Regions from separate parts of the Rattus norvegicus genome. Here region 1 is linked to region 2. The links are chromatin contacts, called in public Hi-C maps. All regions are on one chromosome and are shown on one strand. Each heading gives the region's core, a stretch centred on a gene start, on an enhancer-like site or on the middle of the called end of the contact. The rest is flanking DNA. Distances are from core to core; before and after follow the strand shown. Region 1 holds the start of Napg (NSF attachment protein gamma). Region 2 holds the start of Fbxo38 (F-box protein 38).

The links. A called contact is a pair of places that touch in the nucleus more often than the background predicts.
Region 1: a Hi-C map of liver shows a contact between it and region 2, with 5 times the contacts expected there. The contact joins the promoter of Napg here to the promoter of Fbxo38 in region 2. A contact is called at or near these places in 8 of 12 Hi-C or Micro-C datasets (the A7r5 cell line, frontal cortex, hepatocytes and 4 more).

The regions. Positions count from the first base shown.
Region 1 is chr18:58,708,967-58,712,079 of GRCr8, forward strand. It overlaps Napg (NSF attachment protein gamma), which reads left to right and starts at 1,736. Exons shown (of 12, transcript NM_001398659.1): 1 at 1,736-1,898. The coding sequence starts at 1,843. LOC134483041 (a long non-coding RNA gene) reads right to left here and starts at 546. Exons shown (of 2, transcript XR_010059859.1): 1 at 210-546.
Region 2 is chr18:58,272,493-58,275,710 of GRCr8, forward strand. It overlaps Fbxo38 (F-box protein 38), which reads right to left and starts at 1,770. Exons shown (of 22, transcript NM_001372021.1): 1 at 1,647-1,770. It overlaps LOC120098287 (a long non-coding RNA gene), which reads left to right. Exons shown (of 4, transcript XR_005496454.2): 4 at 1,567-2,095.

The DNA of each region.
Region 1 (3,113 bases), core at 486-2,985, 440 kb after region 2:
CAAAGAATGAGTTTATGATGACAGAGCACAGGACTTATCGAGGACAGAATAGTAAGTGTGAGAAGGGGCAGCGGATTGGCCAATAAGAAGAATCTGTCAAAGGCCAAGAGATACTAGATCGAGATAAGAAGCCAGAAACTAGGAAAGAGGGCTCCTAAAATCGGCACCACAGAGAACACACTAGTATTTGTAACTGAAGTCAAGGATACTTTCCTGGAAATGGGGTGGCTGTGCTCATTGGCCTCCTGTTACTGTTGGAAACATTCCAGATCATTTGTTTATGTGGGGAAGTATGTTTTCTTCATGGTTTCAGTCCATGGTGACTTCTCCCCTTTGCTTCTCAGCTTAGGAAGCAAGGCAGTACAACATGGTTGGAGCAAAGTGGCTCATCCCATGTCGGCCAAGAAGGGGAAGATGGAAGAGGGGCTGGGGTCCCTACATACCCTTCAAGGATAGAAACAGCCTGCGAGGACTTACTTATTTTCCTTCCACCAGGCCTCACTATCTAAGGGTTCTATCAGCTCTAATAGGTGTTGGTTTATAGACAATTCCACTAGGCGCCTCCTAGGAACCTAGCAACAGCAACCTAGCAACAGCTTACCTCATTACCTGCCACCATGTGTAAAAGAGGATTGCTGGTATCCCTAGCTCTCTCTCCATCTTCTAGTCTGCTTCCCCCTTCCCCCTCGCCCTACCTCTCCTCCCCCCTCTCTCCACACACACCCCCTCAATACCCCCCCCCCACCCCGTGATCCCAGCAGGTCTTTTCCTCCTTTCTTCTCTCTCTCTCTGTCCTTCTCTGTCCCTGGTCCCCTCACCTTCCGCCCTTTTCTGGCTCTACCACTTCTAGCTCTGTTACCAAGCCCAATAATCTTTTCTTTATACTAGGTTTGTCATATAGTGTGACTGATTGCTTAGTCTGCGCCCACCAAGATGCTCACTCCCGCCACAATTATTCCACTATGCCACCGTTTTACAAAACACGCTAGATGTTGGGCATCAAATCTACAGTGTGTGGCCCTTCAAGAGACACTTTTCAGACTCTCAGTATCTAAGGTGGGTGTAAGAAAAGATCATTACAGATGAAAAACTGAGAGGCCGCATAGGCGTGGCAGAAATCAATATGTAATCCCAAGACTCCCACTAAGTATCAGCAGAGCCGCCAAATCACCTCTGCTAGACTATTGCAAGGTCCCCTCCCCGTCGGTTTGAAATGCTAGACTTATTATTTGACAGTAACCAAGGATTACAGTCTGTTTTTATGACTGACTGATACATAACTAGAATCAGTTATAAAAGCTGTAATGGGTAGTGTACCAGCACTTGGAATATAAAACAGAAGAAGGAAATCATAAAAGATGAATGATGCGCAAGTACTATCATAGATGTAGTAAAGAGAAACTAATAAATTGCAAGGACAAATAGGCAAAGGTTCGACAGCATTTTCGCAGCGTGAAGACACAGGGCTCCTGAGAAGAACGCTTTCTTGTTTTCCAGGACTAGTAAAGACCAGTACTCGACTTCTATTAATTGCTCCTTAAATATTTGTAGGGTGCAGTAACCAACGCTCGAAAGAACGCACCCCTGTAATTAACCGACAACACCAGCTTGAGCACCTCCAGGTTAGCTCCGCATCACTGCGCTTGCGCGAGGCCTGGCCCCGCCCTCCTCGTCCCTTCGTCCCACCCATTTCCGGGCCAGCTTTGCCATAAGAAATTTGAGCTCTTCGCTTTCCGTAGGCCCCTTTCCCGGCTTCCTCCGCGGCGTTCCCACGCCGACGCTCTAGGTGTTTTGCTGAGCTCTAGGCTGTTTCACTCTTCGCGTCAGCAAGCGGCCGAGGCAATGGCAGCCCAGAAGATAAACGAGGGGCTGGAGCATCTAGCCAAGGCAGAGAAGTAGTACGTCGAGTCGCCGCCGGGCTGGTGAATCGCGCCCCTCAGCCGTGCGCTCGGGCTGGTCGGGAGGGAGGGTCATGTTGCTGTCCGTGCTCGGGGCGGTGCCTTGCCTTTTGGGTCAATCCCCTGCAGTCGATCGTGCCAGCCTGCGCCGCGTCATTTGCTGCAGACGCCCCTGTGACAGCCACGTCTGCCCGGCGCCAGGTCCTCAGGGTTTGCGGCTGCTCTGCTCGTTGCGGGCTTTGGCGTGGACACCTTGTCTCATCTTATAACATCCAGAATGACACTATGGAGGAAATCTTGCGGTGGAGAGCTACTGCTAGGAAAGAGACCCTGGTGCAGTGCGGGGGTGTAGACTAATTCTGAAAAACTCTCACTGTCAGACATCCTATTCACTGGGGGCAAGGTCTAAGCTTCCTTAGTCTTGTGGGTGTTCGCCACCTTTTGGTTCCGGGCTCAGTAGGCATACGTACTGGAAACTGCGAGTTCTCCTTAGTCCTCTCGCCCACTTTCGTGAATTACAACATACATATTTAACGATTATCGACTGTAAGACATTTCTTAGTACACTGTTAGGTGAATCATAAACTAAGATCTTAACTAATAGAAAGGCCTCAGTTTACAAAAGAGGAACCGAGGCGGTCTGAAATTTCCTGGAGACCTGTCCAAGGCTGCTCAGCTGAAAAGAGCAGGGCAAGTTTTAGGCAGTGGAAATTCACAAGCCCTTTCTGGTATACCACCTTGCCTCCAGGCAGTGACTAGGAAGGTGGCTGTCAGTGCAGAGGGTGATCCCAAGAACATGCATGGTAAAAACAAACATAAAAGAACAGAACATGTGCTCTTAGCTATAATGAAGTTGCATTTTGTGAACTTCAGGAGGATTTTGACCATCGGAGCTAAGGAAACCTTAGGAGCCAGGATTAGCATCCTTTCGTAATGGCTTTGACAAGTCCTCTAGGCAGTTGTATGTGGAGTTGAGAACTAGACCCCTAGGCATCTCTGTTGGGAGAAGACCTGTAAGAGAGGCCTTCTGTTAAGACAGGATTATAGATGAGTGGGCTTGCTTGTGGCTGCAATGGGGTCTGAAGGGTGCTTGAAGTTGCTGTAGGTAGGAGAGCCAGCAGGTGGTAGGACGAATGGATCAGAAGTGTAGGAGAGGCAGTGGAATTGGTCTCTGTTTTCTTATGGTGGTATCACTCATTATCACTGTATTCTGGC
Region 2 (3,218 bases), core at 520-3,019:
TCTCAAAGTGTCATCCAGCCGCCACACTGCTTTGATTTAAAAGGGGAGGGAAGGAGGAACCTACCCAGATGAAAGGGCAGGGAACCTAGTTCAACCCTTTATTTTACAAATAATGGAAATGAACACAGGAATGACATGCTGCCAGTCCCTGAGACAGAATGTGCACTTCTGAAATAAGGACCTAGGCTTTCGATTCCACTTCAAGACCAATCTTTACACCACCTAACTTTAGTGAAACCTAGTTTTCCCTTTCTCTTGTTATTCCCTTTAGACTAAAGATAAAACACGTACCTCAGGCACACAACCATTTAAACACACACACACACACACACACACACACACACACACACACACACACACTGTGTTGTCTGAATTCCTTCCCTAGAGAGACATAAGTCTCCCTTATGAGGCCCCAGTGACAAACTAAAGTACAAGGCCACCAAAGTTTACCCAGGGGAGCTAATGTGTTTATTGGGTTTACTTACATAGCATGCCTGAGGAGCTACAAACAGGAGGAGCCTGATGTGCTGGAAAGCAGCCAGATTTTCAATTCCAATGGTATGGATGGTGGCTTCCCTATAGCTGTACCCCTGGAATTCCTTTCCCCTCTTCAGTTAACCTTCCCAGACTATGTACTTTAGTACCTCCTTACCAAGAGGCCATCCACGATCAGAATTACACACAAATGGCCAAGAGGTATGGGAGGCAGAGTCCTGACTCTCAGGTGAGGGACCAGTGATCCCCCCCCCCCCCGCCCCCCAACACCTTCTACAAAGGAATGTCAACAAACAGCAGCGTCTTAAGCTGGAAGTCACATAAGCTTTGACACAGACTGTTGGCTGTTAAGCTTGAAGGATGACACTCTACAACACACACATACACTCTCCGAACACCCCGACACCCTTCTCCCACATACAGTACAACTGCAACATCACAATCTATGACAAGAGGGATAGGGTCTTTCTAGTCTTCTAAAAATGATAATTCTCAAACACAAGTTAAAAATCACAAGAGTATTCTCAGTCTATAACTACATAGTATGTGCTTCTCCATGTTCCAATTTCTCCCATCTCCAGAAAAACCATGGCTTTTGTGATGGGGTCGGGGTGAGAGAGATTAAGCCAGTGTCTACAACAATATTTTTCTCGAACAGATGAGACATTTCAGGTTCAAAACAATGAGGGGGATGGGCGGGCGGGGGTGGGGGGTGTGCCAAAAGAAATGACCACCAAATAAACAGCAACAGTGGGACAAAACCAGGGTCTCCAGTCTTTTTTCACACGATGGATTAACCGCATCATACAAGAGCTACTTCCTCAGCCGACTTAGAGCAGGCGTTCCTCAATTTACTGGCCTAAACGACTCAACATTAAAATCGTTGCATTGCTGACGCCTAGAGTGTGTGTTGGGGGAGGGGCCCAAAGTCTGGCCAAACCTCCCATTTGGCTGATGAAACCGAGACCCAGAGAAGGCTCTGCATGGTGGAATGGAAGGCTGGATGCCTTAGGAGCAAGGCCTGTTAAGGCCAGAACTACATTTCAGACACTCCTTTCTCGGTCGCTCTAGGCCCAAGAGTTCCTGAGCCCAAGATCGAAGATCTGGGCGGTGGAAGCCCCGGACCCCTCCATCTGCCCACAACCGCGCACCTCCACCTTCGCGACAGCCTCCCAGGCCGCGGCTCACTTACGCCGGCCCTCCGTCTGTTTTTGTGGTTGAGAGGGACGGAGAATCGCGACAAACTCTTCCTGCGGCCCCCACCTCCGCAGAGCTTCCGCTTCCGCTGCCTCTAGAGTCTTCCGAAGAAGTGTCATCGGGGGATGGGCCTGGGCGGGCCTCACTGCGTCCATGTTAAGTGTGGCTCCATCCCAGCAAAGCAGCCATGTTAAGAGTGGCATTTCCTGAAGCCTTTCAGCCTGCCCTTCTTCCGGTGACGTAAGGCTCCCCACCGGAAACGCCGGGAATCTTAGCTACTGCAGTTGGTACCTTGCAGCTCTTCCGTGGTGCTGGTAACTCTTGTGATCCTGGATATACACTGTCTCTCCTCTTCTTCATTGGCAAAATGAATGGTGCAATAAAAATATTTTCCAGCTACAAATTGGGCCCTTGATTTCGGGGCGTGGGTAAGTGGAGGGGCGCAAAGACTATTAAATCATTCTGTGATTTGCGAGCGTTGTCTTTGCATGTTTGTGGTTTATAGTCTCTTGAACATCACGGTTCTCACATCAGTGTTTCATTAATAAATGTGACACTGAGCCTTTATGAGTAGAGATCTGCTTGATAATTTTTCTTCGTCTACATTGTCTTCAGTGAGGACAGTTGTGACAATGTCACAAAACTGGACTGAAACCTAGAATTTTTTTTTAACCCATAGAGCTCTTGTCAGTGCACTTAGAGGCCTGTAACTAACACGCATGTAGGCACCCCAGGGAGACAGAGATCGTGTACATAGGAACATTTGGGACGCAATTTGACAAGGCGGGGTGAGGTAACTACTGATACTAAAGTAAATACGGTGTATGGGAGCACCATGCACAATGTTCTAATTATTCTTAATTTTTACCAGACTTATTAGTTCTTCCCTTACTAAGGATTAACATTAGCACCCTGGGCTGTAGCTTTTCATTCACACTCAGGATTCCATGTATCAATCATGTATCCCAATTTGGAGCTTTGGCAGGGGGCGGGGTGGGAGAAAGCAAAACAAAATACAACAAGAAAACTTCATTACATATGTGTATATGTAAGTATGGTAACTCTAATACTGTAAGTATTCCTGTAATTGAATTGTGTGTAATTCCTGTAAGTGAATTGTGTGTATTCATGTTACTTATTTCTGTTAATATATTTGGACTTCAGTAAATAAGAGTAAGCCTTCCCCCATCTCCTTCCTCACCCCCTTCTCCCAGGCTGTTCTGAAGAATCAATAGGAATGAAATGGTAAAGTGTAGAGATAGGGCCTGGAGTGTTACGGAAACAGTAAAGTTCAGTTCAGCACAACTGAGTTAAGTCTTTAATTCATTGGGTATCCTCTTTCATATGGTGGGCTTTTATTGTGCTTTCAAAGACGCAGGTGACACTTCATAGGGAATAAAGGATAGTTTCTTCTAGAGCCGAGTATGAAGTACAGTGGGACACATATGCAGGACAGCCTCCCAAAAAACAAGCTGATGTGCAATGGTTCCATAAAGTTTTAGTAATAGCAGAAATAAGAAAATCAC